Linked DNA regions of Mus musculus: region 2 is linked to region 1. Evidence: chromatin contacts called from public HiChIP or PLAC-seq data. All regions are on one chromosome and are shown on one strand. Each heading gives the region's core, a stretch centred on a gene start, on an enhancer-like site or on the middle of the called end of the contact. The rest is flanking DNA. Distances are from core to core; before and after follow the strand shown. Region 1 overlaps Abhd12 (abhydrolase domain containing 12). Region 2 holds the start of Ninl (ninein-like).

Region 1 (6,111 bases), core at 1,631-4,130:
GAACCCTACCCTAAAAAACAAAATTAGGCTGGGTATGGTGGCATACACCTTTAATCCCAACACAAGAGGCAGAGGCAGGTGGATCTCCTGAGTATAAGGGAGACTTGTCTACAGAGTGAGTTTCAGTACAGCCAGGGCTATACAGAGAAACAATGTCTTTAAAAAAGTAAGATAAAAAACATACAAAGAATGATGTCATTTGCAAACAGAGTTAAATTTTACTTCTCACTATCTAACTTGGATATTATTTATTTCTGCCTTTACTGCCCTGACTAGAACCTTAGTACAGTGCTGACTAGGAGTGGAGATACTAGACAGTCTTCATTCTGACCTTAGGAAAAAAGTATTTGGTTTTTCATTATTTGAGTCTGAAGTCGGAGGTGGGTTTCATCATGTTTGTGTGTGCATGTGAAGGCGCATATGGAGGCCAGAGGAAAACTTCAGTCATGCTCCTCTGGTGACTTCCTTCTTTTTTTTAGACAGTCTCTCACTCACCTGCCAAGCAGGTGGAGCTGGTGGGCCAGCAAGCCCCAGAAGTTGCCTTGTCTCTGCCTCCCTAGTGCTAAGACTGCAAGCTCACACTACCATGCCTGGTATTTTATTTTATTTTATTTTATTTATTTATTTATTTATTTATTTATTTATTACTTATTCACTTTATAGCCTGCTCACTGCTCCCTTCCTGGTCTCCCCTCCTCCCTCTCCTTCTCCCCTGAGCAAGTCCCCCCCCCCCCCCCCGCCAGGTCTCCCCTCCACACTGGTGCTTCAAGTGTCTGCTTCCTCTCCCATTGAGTCCAGACAAGGCAGCCAAGCTAGTAGAACACATCCCACGTACAGACAACAGCTTTTGGGATAACCCCATTCCAACTGTTCAGGACTCACAAGGTCAAGCCGCATATCTGCTACAACCTAGATGTCCCTCAACTGAAGAATGGATAAAGAAAATATGGTACAGCTATACAATGGAATACTATTCAGCTATTAAAAACCAAGACATATGAATTCTGCAAGCAAATGGGTGGGACTTGAGAATATCATCCTGAGTGAGGTAACCCAGACCCAAAAGACATGGATGGCCTCTACTCACTTGTAAGTGGATATTAGCCATAAAATACAGGTCCCATGTTATATTGCACAGACCCAAAGAAGCTTACAAGAAGGAAGGTCCAAGCAAGGAAGCTTGCATCTCACTTAGATGAGGTAAGAGTCTTAAGAGGCAGATGGAGGGAGGGAGTTGGGAGAGAGAGAGCATGGGGAGGGGAACGGGAGATTCAGGATCAGGTGTGGGGAAGAACTGGAGATGGCTATGAAAATGAATGAAAATCTGCTTTTACAGATGTTTATTGATTTATTTATGTGTGTTTGTGAATACAGGTGTAGCACAGGCGCCATTCAGGCCAGCAGAGGGTGCAGGGTGCCCTAGAGCTGGATTACAAGCAGTTGTGAGTTGCTTGGTATGGGTGCTAGGAAGTGAGCACGGGTCCTCACCAAGAGCACTAGGTGCCCTAAACCACGGAGACGTCACTCCAGCCCCGTGCCTGCTGTTTTTCATAGGGTTCTAAGCATCAAGCTCAGGTCCTCGCGAGTGCAGGCCATGCACCTTATTGACTGTTAACTTCCCAGCCCACACGGGTTTTAAAGGATACTTTTCTATTTTGGTTAGCTTGAATGTTTTTATTATGAGAAGTGTCAGAATTTTTTAAAATGTTTTTTTCCTGTATCTATTGAGATGATGGTTTTATTTTTGTAGTTTATTAATATGATGAATTTCATTAGTTACTTTTAGATATCAAACTTATCATCAGGATAAAATCTCACTTGTTTATGATATATAGATACCTTTTAATGTGTTGCCAGATTTGATTTGCTAGTATTTTGTTGAGGATTCTATATTTGCATGTATGAGAGACATCACCTGTAGTTTTATAGTGAAATTCTGTCCAGTATTATTATCAGGATAACATTTAGAAAAGTTCTCTAAGTAGAACATGTTCCTTCCATGTTTACTTTATGTTAGAGTTTGTGAAGACAAGTTGTTTGTTTTCAGAGGTTTGGTAACACTTTCCTGTGAGGCTACCTGGTCCTTCCCCTTTCTTTGTAAATTCTAAATTAAGCTATCTCCTTGCTGGGCACAGGTCTGCTTAGAGTGTGTTTCTCATGATCTAAGACAGAGCCTTCATGGTTCCAGGAAGTTGTCTATTTCTCCCTCTCCCTGTTGTCTACTGTAGGCACACAACTGTTCATGGTGTTCCTTCATGATCATGTTGTTTTACATTTCTGTAAAGCTAGCAGTCATTTCTTCAACTTCATTTCTGATTTTATCTATTTATAACCACCCCTGTGTGTGTGAGAGAGACAAGACAGACAGACAGACAGACAGACACACCGCTTTAGAAATGAAGTTGTCAGTGAGTACCCCAGGTTAGGCTGCACCTGAGGCTTCACATTTGATTTCCCTTGGGGTCCTCAAATTCCCTTTAAGTAGTTAGATATCAATAAATACCAATGCTTTCAAGTCATCCATCAATCCTACTATCTGATAGGAGTGGTCACTATCTGATCAGCTTCTAGAAGACAGCACATAAATTTCCCAGACCCTTTCTTCCCTGGATGTATTATCTAAGTCACTGCAACTCCACTGGCTCTGCCTGTCAGCTACCTGACCTCAGAAAGACTGCAATGCCATAGACCCCAAGAAACCAAGACCACTAGTGTGCTTTCTGAAAAAGGCAGGGAGTGAAAAGTTTCAGCGCTAGGGAAAGGCAGATACATTTGACTTTCTCCAAGCCTCACATTGCCAATGCCCTTTAGACAAACCCATCATGCTGAGCTTATATTTCCTGTCTAACTTCCTGCTCTTCAGAGGCACTAGTATCTTGAGACTGCAGAGATCACCAAATAATGCAGTGGAGGGGGGAAGGGAGAGGCTAACTCTCCAAGCAAGTGGTAGGTAGCAGCAACTTCATTCTGAGGACACACTTGTACCTGTCTATCCATCAAGAATTCTGATACAGTGATTTCTATCTAAGATCCCTCAGGGCATGCTCTGAGCCAAGTGGTTTTGGGTAAATTCGAGACTGTTTCCTATGTATCTAATAGCCTATGCACCAGTGGGTCTTCTGGGGAATTGCTAGGCCGTGGTCAGAGCTGTCCCTGTTTGAGGTCATGGAAGGATGGTCCTGGAAGGACAGCATACTGTAGTCTTCTACTTTTAAGGTCAGAGGTAGCAAGTGAGTTGCTTTGACTAAGGCAACATGAGCAGAAGTGTCTATCCTGAGAGATGAAGACAGACTGTGTAGATCTGCGAGGGGTCTATGGCCTGGGTCCTCAGGGACCACAACAAAAATAGCTGGAGCATAGCAGGACTAAGTGACGTGCTTCAGAGGGCTTGGTTCGTCAGCAAAACCTAAGCCTGCACTATTGTGTTTCCTTAACCTGTCTTTTTGGGTCGCCACCTGGAGTCTTACAGGCTCCTTTCTCCTTCCCAACACCTCAGTTTCCATCTTGCAAATACTGCTTGCCAAAGTGCCTCACAGTATTTTGGTACTTCCCACTCTGTTCTTCTGCAATTTGCACCAAGTCTTCTGGCACCTGCTTCAATCCTATTACCTTTAGTCACCTCAATTACTGCCTCTCAATTCAGACCAGCAACATTTCTTGCTCAGACTAGTCATCTCCTCGATACCACAGCCAATTTGTCAACTAATTACATTGCTAGGAACAGACTCCAAGGCCTCACACATTCTAAGCAAGTATTTTGCCATGAGCTACACTCCTAGTCCTAAAACCGTTTCTCTTTTTTGTTGTTGTTGTGTTGTGGACTCCAGGCTAGCTTTGAATCTGTGATCACCCTAGTTTCATCTCCAAAGTGTGGGGATCACGGGCTTGTGCTATTCTGGTAGTGTCAATTGTCAACTTGATAGAATCATGCCTCTAGTATGCCTGTGGGGGATTACCTTGATTGAGATAGGAAGATCAACTGTGCTGGTTAGTTTCTGTTACAAACTCAAGTCATTTGGGGGGAGAGTGAAAATTACTTGAGAAGAGGCCTTTATCAGATTGAGGTATTTTTTTTTAACTTAATGATTGATGTGAGAGGGTCCAGCACACTGTGGGTGGTACTACTCCTGAGCAGGTAGTCCTGGGTTGTGTAAGAAAGCAGGTAAAGAAAGCCATAAGGGGCAAACCAGTAAGGAACATCCCTCCAAGCTCTCTGCTTTAGTTCTTTCCTCCAGGCTCCTTCCCTGACTTATCTCAATGATGGACGGTGATGGGAGAAATATAAGAAAAATAAAACAAAACTATTTGCTTTAGCTTATGGTGTTCAGCATAGCAATAGAAAGCAAACTAACAGATGGACTCAGTAGTGCAGATGGGAAAGTGCCTGCTGCCTTGAACTCCCCAACATGAAGGAGTGTACCCTTCAACTGTGAGCCGGAGCAAACCTTTTGTCACCTAATTTGTTTTTTTCCAGACTATTTTATTACAGCACTTAGGAAAAGTATTATAGTAGTTAGGAAAGTGACTACCATGCCTGGTAATCACCTCTCATTAGTCACATGTATTAGTAACTTTTAAAAAAGCATATAATTTCATAATATAAATGCTTCTGAAATTATATACAAGTATGACCTGTCTGCATGTTTAAGTGGGTTAATTTCTAAATATGAGTGTGATTAGAAGGCCTAACAGTTCCTTCCTGTGCATAATGACTATGCATTGGATGGTCCACTTGGTCTTCTGGAGCAACCTCCAGCTGCAAGCCTCTGCCTCACACCTGATTTATTCTAGTGCCATACTCTACTGTGTAGCCAGAGAAACCTTTTTAACATGTGACTGGCCACCTAGGTGCACTGCTGAGCATCTCTGAGACTCCTGTGCTCCACTCAGCACATACTCACTGGTCTCAACCCTCCAGATCCTTCAGTTCCTTACACCCCCTGTTTCCCTACCTGGAGCTTCCAGTCCTGACCTCAGCCAGGTCTGCCTCACTGACCCTTCTGCAGTCTTCCTGGAACTCATTTGGTATTTCTTTCCCCTCCACAGGGGAAATTAGAGAATAGTAAATATATAATTTCTATATGTCTTTCTATGATATATAATGTTGTTGACACTGTTACCAGCACCTAGCAGAGTGTTCAAGAAATACTGCTTATGAAATTAACAACTTAACAAAGGCAGAAGTCTACAGCTTCTATCCAGAATCTTCTGGTTAGTTAAGAAAATGAATTCAGCAGGATAATACATTTGGGGGTGGTGCTGTGCGTCAAATCCAGGACTTACAAGTTGCTAGGTCACCACTCTACCACTGAGCTACATATACCTCCAGTCCTGGAGATCAAGCTCATATAACAGTTTGGACCAGCAATATATTTTCAAGGAAAATAATAATCTATAAAAGTTTGCAAGATGTAAGTGAAATAAATATTTTGTAGCATATGTATCGAAGGAAAGCATCACATAAAAATTTTCATTTTTATCCATAAATAGTTTAATATAAACATTTAATGTAAATAGTTTTTTTTGGGTTTTTTGTTTGTTTGTTTTTCGAGCCAGGGTTTCTCTGTATAGCCCTGGCTGTCCTGGAACTCACTTTGTAGACCAGGCTGGCCTCGAACTCAGAAATCCGCCTGCCTCTGCCTCCCGAGTGCTGGGATTAAAGGCATGCACCACCACGCCCGGCTTAATGTTAATAGCTAATGAAGGTGAAGGGAAAGTGGTCCATTTAAAGATTCCAGGCAAACAGGTAAAATCTTTATAACCTTGTCACAATCACCTTCACAATAGTGTTAAAATTGTAAATATTCATACTCTGACTCACCAAGTCTCAAATTACCCAAAGTAACAAGACACTTTTTGAAAAAGGAACAGATTGAACACTAGAAAATTGCTAATAATAGCAAAAAGTACCGAGAAAAGCCAGATCCGTAGGAAGTTGATTAAATAAATGATGAACTCATGTATTATGAAAATGCTGGATATATATATCATACAGGTTCTTCACAGAGAGAACTATAATTATTCTTTTAAAACTTCCCTGATGTCATGATGGGCAGCCACATGTTCCTCTTGTCCCTTCAACAGCCACTTCGTGCGCAATGGTGTCCTGAA
Region 2 (6,111 bases), core at 2,684-5,183, 140 kb after region 1:
GAATGAAACTGACCAGACCCACCTTCCACTTCTCCCTTCCAATGTCTTCCAAATCTTCCCCAGCTTGGCCTCCTCCTACTTAATGTCTTTTCGTTTGCTAACCTACTAAGACCAATTAGTGCCACATTCATGTTCAGCTCCAGGGACTTGACTAAGGTGGCAAGGGAATGAGATAAAAACAAACAGACGCAGACAGAAAGCTGGATGGAGGGATCTGTGCTCTCTGCTAGAGAAATATCAGCACCCCAGAAGTTCTGCATGTTTGTTAAATGGAGTGAGTTGAGTGGGACTATAACAAACAGTTGCACAAGGAGGTGGAGTTATACATAAAGATAAATAAGGAAACAGAGTTTAGGGTACACAGCTGGATCAAGGAGACAAATTTCACCTTGGTAGGAAGAGCATTCTCTATAGGGCAGTTTTCAGATGGAAACATGGGCAGGGGGCCTGGGAAGCAACAGTGGACATTTCTGCACACACTGTCAACACTCACATTCAGTGAGAACTCTGAGGTGACACACATTCACAGTCTACCCTACATAATGTTAGGCAGAGAAGAGCAAGTAAATGACCAAAGGAACCTCAGCCACAGCTGACACCTTGAAGTCTTCTTGTCACCTCCCTATTTGTTAGCCCTGTACTAAACTATGTTTTCCATTCCTGGCACTAGAACATCTTAATTGACAAATATCTGCATGTGTAAAACTCTTTGAGACTTAAAAACCCAGAGCTTTTTGATTTCCCTAATAGACAGCTATCCCCTCAGGGAAACTCCAACACACCAAAACCATTACTTACTACATGAAGCAGACCCAGATAAGGTAACTGGGATATCACAACACACAAAAAAAGAAAACACTGCTTTTCTCTAAAGAGATACAAAACAATGCACACACACACACACAAAATTCCCTGCAATACATGCCAACATTTTTTCCAAACTTGAGCAATCAAAATTATGTGTAGGGCTCTGGTTTCTTCCAGAAATAAAACATGACTTGCAGGAAAGGGAGAGCATGCTCCATCCAGCCTTTGGGAAACAAGAAGCCTCATGTGCTCTCTCCATCACTTAAATCTTACTAGAGACAAGGGGAAGTGCCGTGCTAGACATAGGATCCATGAACGGAGATTTACTCCACACGGCTCATCAGTTCCTTAAAGACCTCTGTTGGTTCAAACAGAACTGTCAGAATCCAGTAGGCTCAGGGTCACCCAGGAGGATGGGGGTTGGAGGAGCCAAGCCTGCTACTGAGGTCACCTTCCAACAGCTCCAGGGAGAGTCCAATCCAAAGTTTTGGCCTCCTGCTGTGAGTAACAAAATTTCTGGCACGGAGCCTGAATTTCTAATTCATTATTGAAGCCAAGGACTGAGTTAAACCCAAACCCAGAGTCACGGACACTCAATTACTGATAAGCAGAAAAGTAAGAAAGCAAAGCATACAAAAGGAAACTCTTCCAGGCCAGGAATCTTCCAGTTCAGGTGTGAGGCCAGCACACTGCCCCAAATTTTATATCCTGCTTTCGGATCGTTACTCAGCCAGGCAAAGGAGAGGTAGCTAACAGCTGCCTAGCCATGACATTACTCAAGGGCAGGTATCCACTTTAGGAAGGAGGCACAAATGTCACATGGATTATCTTGAAAATTTAGAGAGGACCACCCATCAAATAACATCCAAACCCCAAAGTTTACCATGAGAATTCTGCTGCCATTCCTAAAGATGCAAATTCTAAGAAATTTATACCTAGCTGTCAGCAAATGACCACAGCCCATTATGTCCTAGCATGGACCTAGCATGTCTTCAAATCGCAACATAAAATGAGTTCAAGAAAAGCCCATTTTCTATTAGCTTATATTAGTTTTTAAAAGGTAAATCCTAACTTTTTCTTTATAGAGTGTTCTTTTTTTCTAAGTCAGTATTGTTACATCTTATCTGAAGTTCCAGTTTTTGGAGAAAGCTTACTACTTTCTCACACTGAAAAAAAGACGCAGTATCCTCCGATTCTTACCGAATCTCCATTTTATGTAACAGAGTTCCTACTTTTCTTTACCTTATGAAGACGGGTGTTGCTAATGATGGGGATACACACTATGAAGTGTCATTCAGCAATTCCGTTACTGCACTCATATCACCATGTGCGCATATACTAACCTAGAAAGAGTTTATCACCTGAGTGGCCTCGCAACACAGTTAACAAGCTCCATATACGTGAGATGCGTGAGGTTGCTGCTGGCATAGCAGAGCATATTGCCTTACAGCAAGCAATCTAAATAGCAACACTAAGACCCTGGCCGAAGCATAGTCTTCTACATAAACAAGTAAGAGACGCTTCTCCTTCTTATTGTTACTGGGCTGGGGATGTGCTTCAGCAGGAGGCTGGCATATCTGAGACCATGGGCTCCATTCTCAGAAACCCCAAGAGTAAATACCATGCACTACACCTAACGGGATGCAATAACTCTTATAAAGCTAGATTAGACTGTTGACATCAGAGATTCATTACAAGGTTACAGGGATGACACCCCTAATGGGAATTTTTCAGTTCCTATTAGGACCACCTTCACATATGTGGTTTGTCTTCCATCAAAACATTAGTGTCTGGCAACTGACTACAGACTAGTTTGATCTGTAGTCGTCTAAGCCACTAACAGATAACATAAAATGAACAGTAGAGGCAAGCTGGCTGCTGCCCTAACTGCCCTAACTCCACAGGCACGTTCCTTCTCATTCGCGCCTGTTCTTGCACACAGTAGTTCATAAACTGACCAACCTTCTTCCCTCTTTTTCTTTTCTCCCACACACCCCTGCTTTAAAAGCAGTAAATCCATAGTCAAGAACCTGGAAATCTCAGGCAAACACCATCTTCACGGTCCCTCTCTGCTACCTGCCTTGCGCATCAAGTGAACTTCTGCAAGGGCCATTTCTGGACCTCCTTCCTGGTTCTAAAAGTCGGCTAAATGTTGTAGAGGAGAGAGAAGGCATCACTCTTTTCTTCCACCCCCATATAACGAGCTACAGAGAGCGCCTGACAATTTAGGTATTTAAGAAACTTTAAGTTGGTCTCCCATCGTGCAATTTGTTGCCTGAGACAGCTAGAGCCCAAACACCAGGTCACTGCTTCTCAATTACCGATGGACCAGCCTCGCAAGTGCACAACAAAGTAGCAGAATGGTGCGCAGGCAGGGACGACCTTGACACAGAAGCAACAGGCTTCTCCGCCCCAGAGAGAGGTGTCCCAGTTTTCAACAACTAAGTGCAAACTGATAATACAACCAGAGATCGCAAGGACGACTTCACCAGTCACAGGAGGGACCGACGCGCGGCAACAACGCCAATAGGTGCTCTCAATCAAGCATGGTCCCTGGCTTTCCCAGGGGCACTGAGAAGGGGGCTCAGACACAGGCTGGGGTCGCCTCCCGATCCGGTTCCCCTCGTCAAAAGAGGACGAAGGCGGGAAGCACGGCGGGCCCAGGCATCCCGCTCTCTGAGTACGTCAAAATTTGGGGCGGCAGCTGCACCCCACTAGCACGCTGAGTTCGGTGCGGACCACCGTTCCCGGTCCGAGTGCGCCGCAGAGCAGTGAGACTCTGGTGTGGCTTTCTGAGCGCGCGCCTGCATCGCAAGCATCGGCTCCGCTGTGTACCGGCCGCTGCACGAGGATGCGGATCCCTTCGGCCCGGCTCGGCCCTCCTCGGCCCAGCTCGGCCCCCCTCGGCTCCGCTCGGCTCGGCTCCCCTCCCCTCAGCCCTCTCCCACGCCCTACTCACCTGGGGAGTGGGAGGCTCGGCTCTCTGAACGCTGAGTTCAGGATGCGGGCTCCGGCAGCCCGGTGCAAAGCGAGCCGGGTAGGACACCCCAGCGCGCGTCCCTCGGCCGCTCTTTGTGTCTGCCGGCCGCGCTCCCCTGGGCTCCCAAGGCCTCTGGGCGCCGCCCCCTCGTTCTCGCGGGGCCTCCCCAGGGAAGGGGCGGGGCTCCTTGGGGGCGGGGCTTGGACGGGCGGGGCGAGGAGGCAGGCGGAGCTGGGCCAGGGGCCTAGCTGGTATGGAAGAGGAGGATGCAGGATGACTTCAAGGCTCTGGGAGACAGGGTGTTAAAAACAAACAAACAAACAAAAAACTAACAACAACTAAACTAAAAAATAAGAGACTCAAGTACTTTCAAGTGGAAGAATTCCACAGAGTGGTAGGCAGCCAGGAACCAGTAAAAAGCCCATACTGTACTCTGATGAACCATATACTTGGGCTGTATCCCTTTTCATGTGTCATAACTTGCCCCAACCAGTGATGGACATGACATGCCTACACCCTGTGGCAGAGGTGTAGCTGTGGGGCATATAACCAGGGCCCTGCTTCCCTCTAGATTATAACCTGAGGTTCCCAAAGTGTGGTATGCCATAGTCGCCACTGTGCAGAGTGTATTTTATCAGGACCAGGGAGATGGCTCAGTTTGTAAAAGCACTTGCCTTGCTAGCCTGATGACCTAAATTCAATCCCAGAACACATGTAAAGGTGATAGGAGGTGCTGGAGAAATGGCTCAGCAGTGAAGAACACTGGCTGTTCTTCCTGAGGACCCATGTTCAATTCTGAGCACCCACAGGGCAGCTCACAATTATCTGTAACTCTAGTTCCAAGGGATCCAGTGTTGACTTCTCCTCAGACACCAAGAGTGCATGTGTTGCATAGATATACATAGAGGCAAAGCACCCATACATATAATTAAAAAAAAAAAACCTTAGAAAAATCAACTCCACAGAGCTTTCCTCTGACTACACACACACACACACACACACACACACACACACACACACACACTGAGACACATGCCGTTCTGAACACAGACATATAAGCATCATGCACACACACATTCACACAATAAGTTTTAGAAATATTTTTAAAGACTATATATTCTCTAAATCTCCTTATACTCTGGGTTTTCCATGTACTGTTAGAGAATGAACTTAGAGTTAGATGATGAGATTCACAGGGCCATTCACTGGATGTTGGACTTTGTGCCACCCAGTTACACAATCTGGGAGATCTTCACTTTGTTCATCTGTGAAATGGAGATGTGAAAGACACTTTTTGCAGGGACATGAACTAATTGATCCAGCCAAACCAGCAACCCAAATTAGCCATCACAGCAGTGGCTCCTAGCCAGAGAGGAGCGGGGCGGGGCATGTTACTCCATCCCCCCCCCCCCCCCGACCTATAGCAAATAGCTGAGGTAAGAATAAAGAAGGGGGAATAGGGTTTCTATGGACTTGGAGTTTTAGAGATTTCAACCCAGGGTCAATTTATCTTTGTTGCTTCTGAGCTTGTGGCAAGTCACCACATCAGAGCTGGAATGAGAGTCAGAGACAGAGAGAGAGACAGGGGCTGCCAGATTCCCTTTAGGGACACCTCCTCAATGACTAGAAGACCTGATTATAGATTCCAGTCCACACCTCCCAACAGCATCACATTCTGGTGGGTCTTCTTTTTGTGAACGTTTCATTTGTTTGACTTTTAAAGGTTACACACTAACGCACTAATTTCGTTAGTGACACAGGGGTGGTGGTGGAGGAGTGCATGCACTTCATGGAGTGTACCCTTGTACAGCAAGTGCTTTTATCAGCTAAACTGGCTCCCAGGCTCCAGAAGATTGTATGTTTTTAAACGTAATTACTTCCCATCCCCCTCCCCCCAAAAAACCATAAATGGTAGAACACTGTCTCCACCCCATCACTAAAGGAATGGCATTTGGATCAGGTTTCTGAGACTACCTGGTTTCCCAAATAAAGAAAGTTACCTTTCCAGATAGAGATATACATTCTAAATATTCCCAGCAAGGCATTTTGAAGGGCAGATTACACTTGCCTTCCCAACAAGAAAAGCTGCATTGTCATAGGAGGAAATACGACCCTCTTTCATTTGTGGATATAATGTATCATTTTAAAACCAAGGATCTGGGAAAACAAGGTTTCTGATCTAGAGTCTGTGGGTTTAGCAGCCCAAGCCAGTATCTTATCTATTCTCAGCAGCACAGCAAATGCTGAGCAACTTGTTGGCTCACCACCCCAGCCTGACTTACAATTCTTTCAAAAATTATCCACTGTGCCATGGCCACATCTCT

What was found. HiChIP or PLAC-seq counts read pairs in DNA pulled down with a chosen protein or histone mark.
Region 2: a CTCF HiChIP or PLAC-seq map of pro-B cells shows a contact between it and region 1, with 4 times the contacts expected there. The contact joins the promoter of Ninl here to the enhancer-like site in region 1. A contact is called at or near these places in 3 of 15 datasets of contacts at CTCF or cohesin (the NIH/3T3 cell line, embryonic stem cells and pro-B cells), 9 of 484 Hi-C or Micro-C datasets (the G1E-ER4 cell line, bone marrow-derived macrophages, embryonic stem cells and 3 more), 3 of 115 datasets of contacts at active chromatin or transcription factors (embryonic stem cells and fetal liver) and 2 of 9 other capture datasets (liver and pancreatic islet).

The regions. Positions count from the first base shown.
Region 1 is chr2:150,866,786-150,872,896 of GRCm38.p6, forward strand. The region is part of intron 1 of Abhd12 (abhydrolase domain containing 12); the gene reads right to left. Among named protein-coding and RNA genes, the nearest start is that of Gm23598, 14 kb to the right of the region's middle. Within about 2 kb of position 2,881, at least 42 of the 459 cell types and tissues checked have an H3K27ac peak or open chromatin away from gene starts, as enhancers often do. A contact at or near this core is called in bone marrow-derived macrophages and pro-B cells, where this site is marked.
Region 2 is chr2:151,005,465-151,011,575 of GRCm38.p6, forward strand. Ninl (ninein-like) reads right to left here and starts at 3,934. Exons shown (of 24, transcript NM_207204.2): 1 at 3,767-3,934.